Regions from separate parts of the Sus scrofa genome. Here region 2 is linked to region 1. The links are chromatin contacts, called in public Hi-C maps. All regions are on one chromosome and are shown on one strand. The core of a region is the stretch at or near the end of the contact, and the rest is flanking DNA. Distances in the headings are between cores, read along the strand shown. Region 1 overlaps LOC102168016 (a long non-coding RNA gene). Region 2 overlaps LOC102168016 (a long non-coding RNA gene).

Region 1 (2,700 bases), core at 186-2,685:
TTCAGCCACTAATTCCTTTGCTCTTCACAAGGCCTATTCCACAAACATAACAGAAGACTTGGGGTTAGATCTATTTTATAGGCCCAAAAGCATAGGCTACAGCATTGAACCACGATCAGACAGTGCATGACAGGCCCTGGGCTTACCCAGGGGCAGGCAGCTCCAAGGCAGGCTCTGGGCCATCTGGAGGAACTGCCAACTCCCCCCCTCCCGCAGGCGCGTGGAAGCAACAGCAGCTCTTGAGTTCCGACCTCTTGCCTGCCCTGTTTATGGAGACGACTTCTGAGAAACCATTTCCCATGTTCTCAGAACAGATAGTTGCAAGAAGAGGTAATGAAAGTATGGAGCTCGCAAATGTCACATTAGCGATAGAAGGAAGTACGCTGGTGAGAATCAGTCGCTGCAAAATTAATCACCCCGAGTGAGCGTATTAACATTTATAATCACAAGTGTCTTGCAGATCAGGTCTGCAGCAAACTGATTTAGCTGTAACCTGTTTGCCACACCATCATGTTTGCATTATCCAAGCGGCATGCTACAGGCTTGCCTCTGGCAGGCCGGGCTCTCCTAGTCTTGCTGGTGTGAAATGCTAGGCTCTAGCAGCCTCCAGAAGCCCCTTTTGCACCAGTCTCTGCACTTATGGGCTCCTGCCCTCCACACTCCACACCAGCCAGGTATGGACAGGGCTGGGGACTACTGAGAAAGATCTGGAACCCAGGCCTTCTGCGCTGTCTAACTGGGAGCCAGGAGATGGTGTTCCACTCATCCCAGACAAGCGAAAGCTCCTAAACCCCTAAGGAAATGTCAAGTGCCTTCCAAGTGCCCAGCTCCATCTTTCCCACAGAGCCAGCTTCCCTCCCCTCCAAACCCATGAAGCCCCCGAGGGACTGGTTGCAAATAACAGAATCTGCCTGGGGACTTACTGAGTTTGCAGGTGCCCTCCCACGCTCTTCCAGAAGGCCCGCCCCACCTCTGTCTCACACACACATATGCCTGTGCCTGTGTTCACACATGCACAGGGCATACACACACACACACGTACACGTGCATGCACACGCCACACACACATGCACACTGCATACACACATCACCCACACGCCCTTCCCCTTTGATGCCCTCCCAGGAGGTGGACCATCCATCCACAAAGACCCTGGAAAGTACTAATTACTAAAGATACTAATTACTAACTGATCTGCCCAAATTCACATGAAGAGCTCAGGCAATGTGGAAACCCGATCGAGCCCTGGAAGACGCGCACAGAAAATATACATAGGTCACGGCTACACCGCGCCAGAAGCCATTCTCATTGGCCCACGGAATCCTTAGCTGGAAATAGGTCCAAAAATAAACAGCGCTGGTGGGAGAGAGTCCCAGATAGGTTCAGATCCCTTCCAGCTGGTGTGCAGATGTGAGCAGCGGACGAGCCAACAGAAAGGGGGCTCCTTTACTCCAGAGTGGACTGCGATTCTGGAACAGGAGGAGGAGGGCCTTTGCTATTGTCCAGGCCAACTGGCTCCTTTTACAGCTGAGGAAACAGGCTCAGAGGCCTGCGGTGCACTGTCTGCAGCCTGGCAGGCTGTGTCTCCCTGCAGCCCCACCGGCCTGGGGCCTCCCCCACACCCAGGATACCAGACTTCAGAGGACTTCCAGAAGCTTCTTCCAATCGGGGGGCCCACCTCACCCTTCCCCTGCTCCCAGTATATCCCTCACCCCTCCCCTGCTCCCAGTAAATCCCTCACCCTTCCCCTCCTCCCAGGATATCCCAGCCCCGAGCCTGACAGCCTCACAGAAGCAGGGACGGAGGGAGACTCAAGGAGGTGGAGTCCTGACGTGGGCAGTTTGCACCCACCTCCAGGCCTTGGTTTCTCTTCTGTAAAATGGGAGGGTTGGATAAGTCCCTTCCAGCCCTCCTGCTCCCTGGCCCCGAACACTCCAGGGAGCCCGCAGAACCAGGATGCTCAGGAACTTGGCCCTGTGCTGCCTTTACACCCCTCTTTTCCAGGACCGGCTTCCCCCCCAGCCTGCTCCCACCTCAGCAGAAAAGCCCAGAAACTATCCCAGTTTCTCGCATCATGGGGAAAAAAAGCAAGAGTTGTTCACGACGAAGGATAAAAACCGATTCTGGAGAAGGCAGTGCTGAACCCAAGAGACGGGCAGGGAAGCTGAGCCCAAGCCTAAAGCTGGGTCATGTGACCCACAGCTCAGCGCCCTCCCGGGGTCACCCGGCTGCCCCAGGGGAGCATCCCCTCGGGGATGGGATGACCCCACATTCAGCTTCTCCTGCCAGTGGCTCAGCGGCCTGGCACTGTGTCTCTGGCACACACAGGGTCCTGAATGCCTTGTGTGGGAGACACCGCTATGTGCCGAATCTTCGCCAAGTCTCAGTTGCCCCTCGGCGCCATTCCTGCCCCAGCAGTGACCCTCCGCATGGCCTGAGACCACCTTCAAGGGGCACCATCCCCTGTGTCTCAGCAGCCCCACTCCCCTCTTGCCTCCTCACAGGGGCTCCCTCTTGCCACGTGGCACAGGATACTGGAGAGCCAGACCTTCTCCAGCCCCACACACGTGACACCTGGAAGGAAGGACAGTGCGTGTCCCCTCCTGACCCACAACTTTCCAGGGAAAGGGCAGAATCCCCACCCAGCACGTGGAGCCCTGGTCCCCTCCTCAGGGCATCTCCCCCATCCCCACTGCAATCGA
Region 2 (2,700 bases), core at 77-2,576, 68 kb before region 1:
ACCTTGAACACAAGAGAGAGCTACGGAGGGGTTTCGAGGGAGGGCAAAGTAGACAGAGATCTAAATTTCCAAGCGTATAGGCTGGCTGTCGTGATAGGAGCAAATGGAAAGAGGACCAGCTGGAAATCTTTCCAGTAGCCTGGTCAAGAGAGGTAGAGGTCCTGAAATAGCACAGCGATGATGTGGAAGACATTTCTTTGGAAAGTTTAGAGGACCCTGTGGGAGATCGACTGGGTGGGGCAGAGAAAGAAGTCAGGGGCGATTTCAGATTTCTGGCTGGAGTGGTGCCATTCAAAAACCTGCCAGTGGCAACAGGAGCATGCATGAAGGTGGGGCAGAAAAAAAGTCCTCTTTGGTTCATTTTGGACAGTTCTGACCTGGCCCTTGGGACATCCCAAGGCCTGATTACATATCAGATGTTTGAAGATAGTTATATCATCTCAAGCTTCTTGCATGAATATTTGCTCTCCATTCCCATGATCCTCTGGTTTCCTCATTTCCAATAAAATCCAAAGGCACATCTGCACAATAGGGAGAGTCTGTTCTCCTGAACCCCACACTGAGGAAAGACGGACCCTGTGGAGGTCTTTCGTATTTTGTAGACGTCATTTTTAAAGATGACAACATCAGCATATCATGTTGAAAATATTCAAACACACGTAGAAGTCCAACGGATAATAGAGAAATCACCCATAACCCCATTTCTTAGCGAGATTATTAATATTTGGGGATATTCTCTTTCAATGTTTCTTCTATTCATGCATATTGGTTTTATCTGATTAATTTGTAGCATGAGCATTTTCCTAGGTCTCTCATATTTCCTGGAAAATATGCTTTTTTAAATGGCCAAATAGAGCCTGACATGGGTGTACTAAATTAAATTAATACCAATCATTAGACATTTAAGCCGTTTTCATGCATGTGTGTGTTTTGTTTCCTAGTTTGTTTTTGTTTCTGCTATTATAAAAACCTTATGTCAACCATGTTGTGTATAATTCTTGATATTCTTTTCTAATTCTTTCTTTCAGACAAATTACTGGAATGGTCCAAGGATTAAAAGATTTGAACATGTCCAAGGTTTCTGGTGCTTATGACAAAGTTCCTCTCCAGAGGGAGGAGGATGGTTTTGTTGAATCCTCCTGCCAACCGTGGAGGAATGTACGTGGCCACACTTTTTGGAACTTGAAATTTCTGGAAGATATTTGCTGATTATTTCTTGGTAGAAATCTGAAACTCATTCCTCCCCCAGGGATAGCCCTGCCCTGTGATTTGCAACTGGCCTGAGCTGGCTCAGCTGCCGCATATGCTATCATCACACACTGTCAACCAAATGGAACAAAACCTCCAGGGTCACTGGGGCTCTGAGCAAACACCAGAGAACAGTGGCTGGTCTCTTCTGCTTCCACAAGAACATGCTGCTTTAATAACACCCGAGAATGCTTTTGTGAAGTCCTGCTCTCCAGAACTTTCCCATCAGACCCAGGACCTGGCCAGCTATGTGGTCCGGGCCTGGCTTTCCTGAAATGTAATGACCGGCCAGCCCAGTCCCTGGCCATCTCTTCTGCCAGGTCCCCAAGCCCTATGCAAGGACCGTGGGGCATGCTACCCAACTGGCATCCAAGGAGCATGAACAGTATGCCTTGGCCCAGACCGTGGATGGACTCCCTGAGCAAGGGCTGGACAAGTTCCAGCTGACTGTGTGCAAACCAGCCCTCTCCAGCCCTTTCTATGAGATGCATGGAGTGTCCTCCTCGAAACCAGACTAACTGCTCAGTGGGGACCTGAGAGGGACAATGTAAGAGGATTTCAAGTCCAAGCAATATCAATTCCAAGTACAAATCACTGCAGAAGAGACTGGTCTGGACCTGGAGAGAAGGTCTCTGCTCCAGGCATGCTCCAGGCTGATTGGGCACCATGGCTCATCCAGCAGGGGAAGAAGCTGGCATGGGGAGGGGTCATGCATTCTTTGGACAGGAACACCTACCTCTTTTTAGAAGTAAACCCAGAAGGGGTGGCTGGTAGACAGTGGCACAACTAAGTAGAAGCAGGTAATACGTTACTAGGAGGACACATGACTAAGTTCAGGATAAAAGGCCAAAGACAAGGGGAAGTACTTCGTCTCAAACTTCATCTCATGCTGCAATTGTTAAGGAGAAAAGTGTTGAAGGCCAAACCAGAAATGGGTGATGAGGTGGAGGGAAGAAGAATTCAGGTGATACCGAGGGGGTAGAAGTGCTAGAACTTGAGGACTGGGACATTCAGGTGGAGACAGCTAATAGACTCCAATTTCCTCAACTGACAATGACAATCACAGGTCCTAGTACAAAGGGACTTTGTGAATCAAGTCAAATGGTGTGTGCAAATGCTTAGAACAGTATCTGGCTCAGTCAAACTCATTAAAAATTAGGTCCTAAAATACTATTTACAATAGCCAAGAGGTGGGAGCAACCTAAATGTCCATCAACAGGTGAATGGATAAAGAAGATGTGGTATATACATACAATGGAATACTACTCGGCCATAAAAAAGAATGAAAGAATGCCATTTGCAGCAACATGGATGGACCTAGAGATTATCACACTAAGTGAAATAAGTCAGAAAGACAAACACCATATGATATCACTTACATGCAGAATCTGAAAAATAGTACAGGAGTTCCTGTTGTGGCTCAGCAGGTTAAGAACCCAACATTGTATCTGT

Evidence for each region. A called contact is a pair of places that touch in the nucleus more often than the background predicts.
Region 2: a Hi-C map of skeletal muscle shows a contact between it and region 1, with 2.5 times the contacts expected there. The contact joins two enhancer-like sites. A contact is called at or near these places in 10 of 47 Hi-C or Micro-C datasets (alveolar macrophages, brain, embryonic fibroblasts and 4 more) and 1 of 2 datasets of contacts at active chromatin or transcription factors (skeletal muscle).

What each region holds. Positions count from the first base shown.
Region 1 is chr3:12,107,131-12,109,830 of Sscrofa11.1, reverse strand. The region is part of intron 3 of LOC102168016 (a long non-coding RNA gene); the gene reads right to left. Among named protein-coding and RNA genes, the nearest start is that of CASTOR2, 69 kb to the right of the region's middle. Within about 2 kb of position 1,435, at least 9 of the 83 cell types and tissues checked have an H3K27ac peak or open chromatin away from gene starts, as enhancers often do. A contact at or near this core is called in skeletal muscle, where this site is marked.
Region 2 is chr3:12,175,332-12,178,031 of Sscrofa11.1, reverse strand. The region is part of intron 4 of LOC102168016 (a long non-coding RNA gene); the gene reads right to left. Among named protein-coding and RNA genes, the nearest start is that of CASTOR2, 140 kb to the right of the region's middle. Within about 2 kb of position 1,326, at least 4 of the 83 cell types and tissues checked have an H3K27ac peak or open chromatin away from gene starts, as enhancers often do. A contact at or near this core is called in skeletal muscle, where this site is marked.